Linked DNA regions of Mus musculus: region 2 is linked to region 1. A link is a contact called in public Hi-C data. All regions are on one chromosome and are shown on one strand. Each heading gives the region's core, a stretch centred on a gene start, on an enhancer-like site or on the middle of the called end of the contact. The rest is flanking DNA. Distances are from core to core; before and after follow the strand shown. Region 1 has its middle 12 kb from the start of Gm36434. Region 2 has its middle 10 kb from the start of Gm29935.

Region 1 (6,359 bases), core at 1,620-4,119:
CCTGAGAGCCTGGAGGGCGGGGCTGCACACTACAGCATCCAATGGGCATTGTGTTTGGTGGAATACTGCCTTCCATCTGCCAGTGAGCTAGTACAGAGCTGTATTTCTGATTTAAATGGTTGGGTTGTAAGGTGGCAAGCAGGCATCCAACCTGTAGGCATGCCTTGCATGGTATGAAGAATGACGTTGTTAAAAAGTAGCACTGTGTTCGGTGGCTACATTGTATCTTCAGCCGCCCCCCAGTCCTGCCCATCCCTGCAGCCATTTTGTTTTTGTGTTCCCTGGAGTTAGACCTCTATGATTTTCCTGTGCTAGACTCCACTTTCCACCCACGTCCTCAAGTGTTTCCCTTGTACTTTGCCTCAGGAGTGTCCCAAATCCTTAAGATCTGGGGGCACAGAGCGATCAATTAACATACTTGTTGGTGGGAGTAAAGTGTCATGGGGCGATGGTTTCTGGGAGCCGTGGTTACTCATCTTGAATTTTGCAGATGAACAAATAAAAATCCACAGACGGCAATGGATTTATACTAGCCTGTCCAGCAAGCCAGGGAGGACTGAAAACTAGGACAGATTTTAAAGTCAAAGTGTCATCTACACTACTCCCTGCGGAACCTGGCACAGAGGTGGAGCTTGCAGAGTGCACAGGCACAGTCAAATACTAAAGGCACCGACAAACCTTGCAGAAAAACAAAGCATTTTACTTGTGTAGAGGGCAGCTGTCCTCAAATTGTGTTTGACCTTAAAATCTGCTTGTGACTATAGCACCTAAGATGTACTATACATTAGGGCTTTTGATGAAGCTACTTACAGACCCACACTGGAAATGACCAAAAAAATGTGTTAACTATAAAATGGATTATGAAAGTCCAGTGTGTGGCACATGCCTTTAGTCCCAGCACTTGGGAGGCAGAAGCAGGCGTATTTCTGCGTTCAAGGCCAGCCTGGTCTACAGAATGAGTTCCAGAACAACCAGGGTGACACAGAGAAACCCTGTCTTGAAAAAACCAAAAAGAAAAAAAGAAAAAAGAAAAAAGAAAAAAGAAAAAAGAAAAAAGAAAGAAAGAAAGAAAGAAAGAAAGAAAGAAAGAAAGAAAGAAAGTCTAGTGTGTTCACATGATGGAAAATCTAAAGCAGTGAAAATCTTAGCCCCATAGGACCTGTGTTCTGTCCCCAGCACACAGGGCAAGAGCAGGGGATGGTGACATGTGCCTGCTATTGCAGCATTGAGTAGGCAGGGACAGGGGATCCTTCAGTTTGCTGGACAGACATCTTAGCCTAATTGGTGACCCCAGGTTCACTGAGAGATCTCGTGAGGGAGTGATTGAGGCACCAAAAGTCCATCTCCAATAGCACCTACATGCACACAAATGTCAAAAAGCCAGATGGCAATGGTGACCTGGGCCAGCGTGACATTGCTGTTCTGGTTAAATAAAACCCCGCCTTGCTCTTTTAGGTTATGGAGTGTCACAGGTAGGCAGTGAGACAGGAGAGCCACAAACCTATTTGCTTGTCAGTCATAGGTCATGGACAATTGTGGGGTTTTGCACTTTCTGTACTCAGTGCACAGGCATACACTGCAATTTGCACTTTCAGTCAAAGGCACGGCAGGAGTATAGCAGGGGCCCTGATAGCACAATGGGGATGAGAAAGATGATAGCCGGGTGAGTAACCTGAAGAGTGCAGGCCAGGGCACAGCAGCAGACCAACACATAGCAACAATGTTTCCCTGGACATAGCAGCAGTGCAGCCCAAGGCCTGGCAACAGTACCACAGCCCAGAGCACTGCAACAGTGTAACCCAGGGCACTACAACAGTGTAGCATCCTAGGGCCCAGCAGCACTGCAGCCCAGGGCACTGCAACAGCGTAGCAGCTCAGGGCACAGCAACAATGCAACATCCCAGGGCACAGCAGCATTGCAGCCCAGGGCATAGCAACACTTCAGCTAAGTGTCTCTCTTGTTGTAGCTAAACACAAGCCTACTACCTTGCACAAGCAGGCAAGAACAATAAGTTATATTTGAAAGGAAGCACTGCACACAAGCTATATTATGACGTTAGCGTGTGATATAAATTCTTGCTACTCCAGAGGCTGAGGCAGGAGGATTGCTTAACCCCCAGAGTTTAAGACTGTTTTGGATAATACATAAAGACCTTGTCTCCGAAAAAAACAGCAATATTTTAGACACAATTGTGTGTAGTCCACAATACTTTGTAAGGGTGAGAATGAACTCACTGTGTGTGTTTGCCTACGTGTTTGTTTGCTGTGTGTCCCAGGTTGGCCTTTAACTCACCACCTTCCATAGATCTCCAGGGCTGGGATTGCAGGTGTGAGCCACCAGCGTTTGACTTTGTACTTTTGACTTGTTGTAGGGTATACCAGAACTTATACAGAATTTCTTATGGGAGCTTTGATCTTGTCACCTGCAGAAGTCATAAAAGTTGCTCAGCAAGGTTCCCTATGATGTGGCTCCCCTGTCCCCCGTCAGTACAGGCCTGTGCAGTACAGCTGTTGGAGAAAGACATTGATAGTGGTTCTGCCTCAGAGAATGAGCCACAGAGTGGTAGCAAGCAGAAGGTAGAAAGGGGATGTCATGAGGCTTAGCGGGTGGCCATACCACCCTGCATTCCCTCAGTGCAAGGACCTCTGGCTCTGCAGCAGCCAATCGGGGCCTCTTGACCCGTGGTGTTCAGAGCAGTGGGGACAGCTGGGACTCATGGGGCCAGTGGGGGAGGCTGGCCAGAGTTGGAGAACCCCAGAAAGGCAGCCAGCAACCATCCAGGGATGGAGTGCCAAGGAATGGTAAAGAGCCCTGGGAGCTACCTGGCCCTATGACCCACTTCTGGGGTTATTCCATGTAAGGTAAACCTGGTGGCAATGACCCTGTGGCAGGCAGAACCCTAGCTCTCCAGGCTCCAGCCCTCTGGCCTCTCCTCATGTTTTCTGTCTGGCCAGCCATGCCTGGCCGAGCTGGGGGAACACAGGCCCCTTCAGAAGCACCTCCCACCCCCAGTCTGGGGACCAGCAGAGCCTTGACAGGCTCTGGAGGGAAGCGGGTCCCAGGCCCAGCTGTGTAAATGTTTTCGGTTTTCCTGCTGAGCCTCGGGCTTGAGTCTGTGCCAAGACAAGCCTGGCCGCAGTTTTCTTTGGCAAGGGTGAGGCTTGGGAATGTCGGGGAACTTTCCAAGAGGGATGGTGTGTCTCAGGCCCTGGGGTGTCTGGGTGTACTGTGCCATCCCTGAGTGTTGTATCCCTGTTAGATTCCCGAGCCAAGGCTGCCTGGTGGGAGGGGGGCTGCTCTCTCGCAGTGACCCCTTCCTCCAAGGAACAGTAAGGGGTGGCTGGAGGCTCCAGGCAGTTCCTCCAGTTGCCATGGTGTGGTGCTGCTGCTGATGTTGCCGGTGGTGGTGGTTACCAGAGTCCAGAAGAGCTTGCAGGAGAGGTGTGGACTCTCACTGGACCTACTCTGGGAAACACACCCATCTAACCATGGTGGGGTTCTTGCTTTGGCTTGGGTCCTTTTGGCTGGCTGTGACATCAGAGCCTTCTGGCTGGATCTCACAGGAGGGAAAGTCTGGAGGGAGGGCTCAAATGGCAATGGCTACTTCCAGGATTGGAACTGCCTAGGAGTGAGGCAACATGGAAGGGTGGGGACTGCAACAGGCAGGGAGATGGAGTTTGAGCTGGTTCAGCAGGGCAAAGTATCTTGGTTCTAGCTGACAGTGGCTCTCAGTAGGCATGATTATGGTGTGTGTGTGTGTGTGTGTGTGGTGTGCATGCATGCATTCGTGTATGTGCATTCATGCACACATGTGCATGAGTGTGCGAGTGCAGTGCATGCATACATGTGCTTATGTGTGTGCGTGCAGTGCATACATATATGTGCAGGTCTGTGCATTCGTGCCTCTGTGTGTGTGTGTATACATTTTCAATATTAGGGGTAATTCGAGGGCCTCCTCCTGCAGGCAAGCACTCCGTTACCATGGAGCTATCCTTACCTAGCCTTCCTTTTCACTTTTTTGGAGACAGGGTCTCACTAAGTTGCCCAGGTCAGTAGGGGTCAGAGTGTTCCTCATCTGGCCGTGCCCCAGTTCTGGTTGAAGTCGAGGGCCTCGGCATGGGGTGTTTACTTCATTCATTCGTTTATCAGTTCACACACTCACCACGCCTTTCTTTAGTCCTACCCTGTGCTGGGTGTCCTACCTTATACTCTGCTGGGTTTAATGAGGCTGCAGACAGGGTGTAGCTAAGCCACTATTATTTTCCATTACTGACATGGAATGGATATTACTGACATGCATCCATTCCCTACAGCACCCTGGGTCACACATGGCCAAGAAGGGGCTGGGAGTATAAAAGAGAATCTTAGGAATCTGTCTTTGGGGTAGAGCCTAGACTCATGGGTCTCAGTGAGATGCTCTAGCCTCCTACATGACCACAGGATTGACAATTCTGAGGTAACCTGTGTCATGGACTACAGTGTGACTGGCATAATAGTCTCTGTTTTCCAAGTGCCAGTAGCACTGGGACATGGGGTCAGAGTGAGAGTGGTGCCCACTGTGGCCCCCAGCCATGTGACATGTCCCACAGCCTCTGTTCAGGAATCAGGACTTGGCCTTCAAAACACTGAACTAGGACAGAAGGTACTGATTGAGCCAGGGAGGGGTACAAGCACCGAGTTCTCAAAGAGTATCTCTGGTTCCTTCCCTTGGTGACAATTCTTCCTGTGGGGAGTCCATGGCAGGTGTGGGTCACATCCCTCCCTGTGCATACAAGGTCTACAATGCGAAGATTTTGCAGAGCTCTGCCTTCAAAACTGGCACAAGCCAGCACCACTTCTCCATCACACAAAAGGAGAAACTGGGGTTCAGGCAGGTGAGGTCAGGTGGCTGATGAACACAGCAGGCCAGGCTGAGTCTTGTCTGAACAGCTTTAGGGTGCATGCACATGTACCCTCACAGTAGGAAAGTCACAGAACTGGCCGGGCCTGTCCATATGTCTCCAGCTATGATGGAAACTAGGGTTCTCTGCCCTCCGGTCCCTTTTCTGGGCAGGCTACAGGCCAGCACCCCCAGAATACCATCCCCACTCTGTGTCCCCCACCCCACCCCAAGCTCACCTTACCGTCCCCTCAGTGTCACAGAACTCTGAAATGATGGGTGTCCTCCAGGACAGTCCTGTGGCCTTGGCCAGACTGCAGTGTGGGCACCACCTGGGGGCCTCTAAGGAGCCTGGCGGGGATGGGAGAGAAGGCTCTTTCCAGCATAATGAAGCGGGAGGAGACTGATAGAAATGCTAATTTCATTACCCATGTGCATAATTACAGTCTCCAAGTTGGCAGCTTGCTAGGCAGTGACAGGAGGCAAGGGGAAATTTACCTAACTTTTGAGAGATATGTGTGGTGTGATTAATTCACTCCAGGCCACCGCACAAGACACCCAGAGCCCCCACCTTTTCAGTAAGACGTGGCCTCCCTGTCCACCATGGTCAGGTTGGACAAGCTGGAGAGTTGCCAAGATGACAGAATTTCGCAGGGTGTAAGAAGGAAGCGTGGGCAACCTGGTGGTGGGAAGACAGTCTGGAGGGCTGCCTGAGAGAGGCAGCAAGCTGGTCTGGAAGGACAATGGGACAGTTGGTTTGGGGGGAGGGATGGTGTCAGTTGGTGGTCAGGATGGATGGAGAAGGCTGAGAAGGCGTTGGGGTGCCTGTTCAGGTCCATGTGATAATGGGGTGTGAGCATGTTCAGTGGGCTGGATACTGCTGCCCTTGCTCAGATCATACCGCTGAGGGCTGGGAAGGGGAGGGCTTCTGAGCCCCATTTGGTGCCTGACCCAGGTTGGACACCCAGCAGGGGAAGCTGGGGCTCCAAGCAAAGACTCCTCCCCCTAAGATGGGGACATTTGGAATGTAAGCCTCTGAACAGGCAGGAGGGGCCCACAGGGGCCCTGCATTAACAAAGCAGCTCTGGCCTCCCCACCACATGGGGGACTTCAGCAGAGGGGTCTTGAGCAATGGGGGGGGGGCTGGAAATTCTTAATGAGGCTGGTGGTGGTCACCCCTCCCCCACAGCAAGACACCAGCTGCACAAACAGATCTGGAGGGGGAAACCAGAGGGATGCTGTATGGAAGGAGGGCAGCTGCTGGGGGTGCACTCTCGTGTGTATGTGTGTGTGTGTGTGGCATGTTTATGCATGTGTGTGTATGAGTATGTTGTATGCATGTGTGTGCATGCGTGTGTGTGTATGTGCACGTGTGTCTCTCTGTGTATGCATGTGTATGCATGTGTGTGTACATGAGAGTGTACTGTGTGCATGTGTATGCATATATGTGTGTGCATGTGTATGCATGCCTGTGTGTGT
Region 2 (5,590 bases), core at 291-2,790, 210 kb after region 1:
GTCCCAGTGTTTCTCCATGTTTGAATGTCAAGTGGATCGTCAGGGAAAGGCTTGAGCAAGGCACAAATCTCCCCCCCCCCCATCCAGCCCATTGCATCCTGAAGGATAGCACTCCTGCTGTAAGGACAGACATGCTGGGCTGGAATCTTTGCCCAGCTGTGTGACCACAGGAAAGTCACCTCCCCTCCCAGTCTCAGCTGCTTCCTGGAGCTGCCCTGATTCACCAGTCAGGGAGGCTGAGGTGCCTGTTCACGGCTCAGCACTCAATGGGTGTTTAAGGAATGTAGGGCAACTGGGTGACTATGAATAACTCCATGGACCAAGGGCTGGAATGAGCACTGGGAACAACTGAGAATGTGTCCTGACATCTGCACATTTTGTTCTCACGGTGAGTAGGACTATCACAACCTCCAGTGTATGCTTGGGTGACCTAAGAGCTAGGGATGGAGAAGAAGCCAAAAAACCAGGACTAAGAGGCTCTGCCAGTGTCTAGTAAACACAGAAGTGGATGCTCACAGCCATCCATTGGACGGAGCACAGGGTCCCCAATGAAGGAGCTAGAGAAACTACCCGAGAAGCTGAAGGGGTTTGCAGCCCTCTAGGAGGAACAACAATATGAACTAACCAGTACCCCCAGAGCTCCCTGGGACTAAACCACCAATCAAAGAAAACGCATGGTGGGATTCATGGCTCTAACTGCATATGTAGCAGAGGATGGCCTAGTTGGTCATCATTGGGAGGAGAGACCCTTGGTCCTGTGAAGGTTCTTTGTCCCAGTATAGGGGAATGGCAGGGCCAGGAAGTGGGAGTGGGTGGGTTGGTGAGCAGGGGGTGGGGGGAGGGTATAGGGGATTTTCAGAGGGGAGACTAGGAAAGGGGATAACATTTGAAATGTAAATAAAGAAAATATCTAATTTTTAAAAAATTAAAAAAAAAAAAAACAAACCAGGGCTAAGACTAAGCTGGTTTGAAGCACCGGTACTTACAACTACCAGATATGACTGGAAAAGGGTGGAGGAGCTATGGCTGTTCATGTCTCTGTCCAGGGATGGCTTCGTGTCTGTCTTGTGAAGACAGTAGCTAAAGCAAAGAACACCGTGAAAATGGCTGTTTTCATACTATTCCGGCACTTGGGGCACAGAGGTGCTGAAAGGCCCCATCCACAGAGACAGCAGAACCCAAAGGATCCCCAGGACACCAAAGGGTCTGGACTCCCATAAGAATAGTCAGCCAGGGTCACACAGGTGACACTGTAGCCACAGGAATTCCTGGGTGAGCCTGCACGGGCTGTGCAGTACTTCAAAACAAATGTTTGAATTTGTTCCTAGCCTTTGAAACCTAGGAACTTTCACATTTGTTCCACATTCTGTTTGGTCTCAGGTTGGGGCAGCCATTCGATGTGGGATCTTGAGTCCCTGTGGGCTCAGCACAGCGGGACACCATTATGCCAGCCAAAGGCACAGGGAGGAAACCCAGGATTGCTTTTGGGGTGGAGATGACTCACAGGACGAGCATGCAGCTTACAGAGCTGTTTTTACAAAACAGAAATTGAAGTTTCCATGACACGTGGCCACCCCACCCAGTGACCACAGGCTTGAGAGCAGCTGGCACAGAAGGATCCAGGGCAGAGTTGGTTGGGCACCAGCTGCTGCTCAATGACATATGTCAGCTCAGGAAAGTACTGCCTGGGGACAGGGTCAAATGGCAACACGGGGGAGACTCACAGCATTTTTTTTTTTTTTTTTTGAGACAGAGTTGCACTGTGTAACCCTGGCTGTCCTGGAACTCATTCATTGACAAGGTTGACCTTGAACTTACAGAGATCCACCTGCCTCTGCCTCCCAGGTACTAAGATTAAAGGTGTGTGCCACTGTGCCCAGCTTCAGGAATGATTCTTGAGGCCATAAAAGGGTAGGAGAACCAGGGATTTTATAATAGCATAACTAACATATGACCCACCCACTCACTTACCCATCCATCCACCAATCCACACATCCACATCCATTTATCCATCCCTCTATCCACCCATCCACTTATCTACCAACATAGCTACCCACCCATCCACCATCTATAATCCACCAATCCACCCACTCACTCACCCATCCACCTAATCCACATTCCCAGCCACCTATCCACCCATATATCTCACACTCCTCCACCTACACACTCACACACTCATGTGCCTGCACACCCATTCATCCATCTACTTAGCCACACACTCAACCACCTATGTATCTAACATCCATCATTCACCCATTTACCAACTCATTCACCTGTCCCTGCCTCCATTTACACACACACACACACACATGCACGTGTGCAAAGACACACACAGACACTTAAAGACATACACAAACACAAACACACACAGACATACACAGTCACACAAAGACACACAGACAAACACATAAAGACAGACATATACACAGACACAGAAATACGCATACACAGATACACACACAAACACATACACAGAGACACACACACAAAGACACACACAGACACACACATTCACACAGACACACACACAGAGATAGATACACACACCTCCCCATTTATTATTTATCTGCCCATCTACCCACCCACCAACCTTTCCACTGTCCCCTTCTTCCTCTTTTGTGCCTTATGCCTATGCAAGGACTGTGCACACATATTCTGTGTCCTGTGAGGATACAGAAATAAATAAATAGGTACAGGCTACCCTGGGAGACAAATACCAAAAGGCTGATCACAGCTGAAGACAGAGGGACAGTGGTACCCATTGGTGACTTAAGGACACTTTTTTCTTATCCTGGGCATTGACTTAGTGAAGTCAACCTATAAGGGGGGGGCATAATATAAATAATATGGTTTTTACCTGTGAAAAGAATGAATCTGGAGAAGAAAGAAGATATGTTGATATGTAATGAACGAGTATGTCTGGGCAGAGAGGGGAGGGGAGGGAGGTGAAAGGAAGAAAATGTCATTTCTAAGGAGTCAGGAGTGAACTTTACAAGAAAAACTCTGGCCACCTTGAACATTCAGAGAAGTCTTCCCTGGAGATGGGCTATTTGAGCTGGCGTGCAAAGGATGGATAGGAGTTTTTGGTGCCGTGTGCAATGGAGGACACAGACTGCCCCAGGATGCTAGTGGAGCAGAGGAACCTCAAGCCCTGAGTTCTGTTCCCAGCACCATATACATCTGGCATAATGGCACATGGCTATAATTCCAGCCCCAAGACACAAAGTACAGAATTTTAAGGACATCCTCGGCTACACAGTGTGTTTAGGCTACCCTATTCTATGTGAGTTTTATTATTCTGAAAAACAGATCATTCTCAGAGCCAGCCCTGTTCCAGCAAAGTCATTTTCATCCCATCCACCAGCCCAGTCTAGGAGTGAGCTGCCCAGTACCCCCGGGTCTCTAGCTCTTGACAAGATGAAGATTCCGAGAAGTCGAGACACCAGCTCAAGGTTGCACAGCTATAAAGTGCTGACTTAGGAATCTGAGTCTGTTCTTTTGACTGAAAAATCTATGTTGCAGCCTGTCATGAGGGGGCTGGCTGGGCCTCCACATACATTTGGGCAAGGGAGGTTGTTTAGAAGAGGCACCAATTAGACAGAAGTGCAGGGCAAAGCACAGGCTTTAAATCCCCACTCGAAGAGAAGCAATCCCTCTCCACAGGCTTTCCCAAGAATAAAGGGCCCTGGAGACATGAAAAGGAAACTCATAAAAAAAATCGTCTCTGGGTAGTAATTGTATCATAAAAGGTATCGAGTTAGAGCACACGTGCACACTCCAGCTCACCAGCTCACTCTCATCCCGTATGGGATGAAAGCGCCCAGTCAGACAGGGTGCCAGCATCCCTTTCATGCCCATACCACAGAGATTAAGGGGTGTGTTCAAACCATGGCTGCCAACAGCTGAAGCCTACCCCGTTGCTTACTGGCACCTGGGTATGCTTTTCCCTCAATAAACTGAGCTCCTACTTCCCTCCATGTCCCTCTACCTCACCTCACGTGAACCTGCCGATCCCAGGAAAATGCAGACAGATCATTGTGAACTTGAGGGGATAGGCTGATTGCTTGCTGGCTGGGGTACATTCCAATATGAATACCTACTATGTGCAGAGCAGGCTGTCAGCTCTTGTGAGGTGAGAGGAGACTGGCTGGAAGGGGACCAGTGATTGGCCGTGCTGGTGAAGGGAAACAAGGAGGTCAAGTTCAGAGGCAGCTGCCCAGAGGTGAGCTGGATTGGACAAGCCTGACCAGTGCAGTCTGGGAGTGGCAGGGGATGAATCTGAGGTTTAGAACATTCTAGAGGATGGTGTACCAAACAGGGCACACCCCTAACTTGGATTAAACAAAGACTCAGCTTCTTCCCAGACTCTGAATGAATGGATGCACAGATCTATCCTGGACGCCTGGACCTATCAGAGTGTTTTAACTGAAGTTCAGAGGTGGATGTTCTGAGACTGCCTTTGGTTTGCAAATGGAGTTCCATGGCTCCCTGTTCCCAGCAGGCTCTTGTGGGGAGCAGGCCTGCGATGGCTTAGGTGGGGACATTACAGAGTAATGATACCCAAAGAATGCACTATGCAGTACTCAGTTTTCTTCTGCACATCAGAGCAAAGGGGAAACAACTTCCAGGGCAGGAGGGTTTACTCCAGCCCAACCTACAACACCATGAAGCAACTACACTCTGCCAACAGCCTGGAGACAGGTCTCCCTAGCTTGGTTGAACATCTTTGGACACACCCTGAGATGGGCTAACTGCCTAGGCACTCTTGGTCTGATCCAAGGACAGTCTTAATCAAGTGTCTCAGAGGGACGAGCTCACCCTTTAACCTGATGTCTAGGTCTGAGTGCTCCATGCTGTCTATCACTGTGGGGTCAGCCAAGCACGGCTAACTCTTGCCTCTTGCTGCCCTGTACACCAGCCCCTGGCCAAGACATTCTGCTTGTTCAGCAATCTGTCCTTTTGCAGACCTGAATTTATATACTTCCTTTGCCACGGGGCTCTGTCTGGACCTCATGAGTGTCTTTAATGCAGCTCACCCTCTGGTGTTTCCCTCAAGAACTCTGACCCACTGAGAAGGAGACCCTGAATTTGATGACCTTTCTCCTAGATCCAAGAAAGCAGGACAAGTCATGTCCAATACCAAAGTGGCCATGGGGCAGGTCCCCAAGAGATGCACACTTAGGCAAACAGAAACCAGAAAGTGAAGGAGAAATGGATGGGTAGGGGAAAGGGAGGGGGATGAGTGGATGGGTGGATAGATAAGTGGGTGGATGGGTGCACTCGCAGGCCAGTGGACAGAGAGGTGAGTAGGGAGGAAGGTAAGTTGATGAGTAGGCATGAGAGAGTAAAGGATAGATGAATGAGTGAATAAATGAATGGATGAATGAATAAAAGGATGGATGAATGAATGGATGGATGGATGAATGGATGAATGGATAAATAAAGAGATGGATGGTTGGATGGATGGATGGATGGATGGTTGGATGGATGGATGGATGGATGAATAAAGGGATAGAAGGATGCATGCATAGATGCATGGATGGATTAATGAATGGATGGGTGGATGGATGGATAAATGGGTGGATGATTA

Evidence for each region. Hi-C and Micro-C count contacts between places; a contact is called where the count stands out from the background.
Region 2: a Hi-C map of embryonic fibroblasts shows a contact between it and region 1, with 1.8 times the contacts expected there. The contact joins two enhancer-like sites. A contact is called at or near these places in 4 of 484 Hi-C or Micro-C datasets (the C2C12 cell line, DN3 thymocytes, embryonic fibroblasts and 1 more), 4 of 115 datasets of contacts at active chromatin or transcription factors (astrocytes, embryonic hindbrain, fibro-adipogenic progenitors and 1 more) and 2 of 9 other capture datasets (embryonic stem cells and embryonic tail).

Annotation. Positions count from the first base shown.
Region 1 is chr5:111,672,677-111,679,035 of GRCm38.p6, forward strand. No RefSeq gene overlaps it. Among named protein-coding and RNA genes, the nearest start is that of Gm36434, 12 kb to the left of the region's middle. RefSeq lists an enhancer at 2,397-3,729. Within about 2 kb of position 2,870, at least 102 of the 459 cell types and tissues checked have an H3K27ac peak or open chromatin away from gene starts, as enhancers often do. A contact at or near this core is called in embryonic fibroblasts and fibro-adipogenic progenitors, where this site is marked.
Region 2 is chr5:111,880,196-111,885,785 of GRCm38.p6, forward strand. No RefSeq gene overlaps it. Among named protein-coding and RNA genes, the nearest start is that of Gm29935, 10 kb to the right of the region's middle. Within about 2 kb of position 1,541, at least 79 of the 459 cell types and tissues checked have an H3K27ac peak or open chromatin away from gene starts, as enhancers often do. A contact at or near this core is called in embryonic fibroblasts and fibro-adipogenic progenitors, where this site is marked.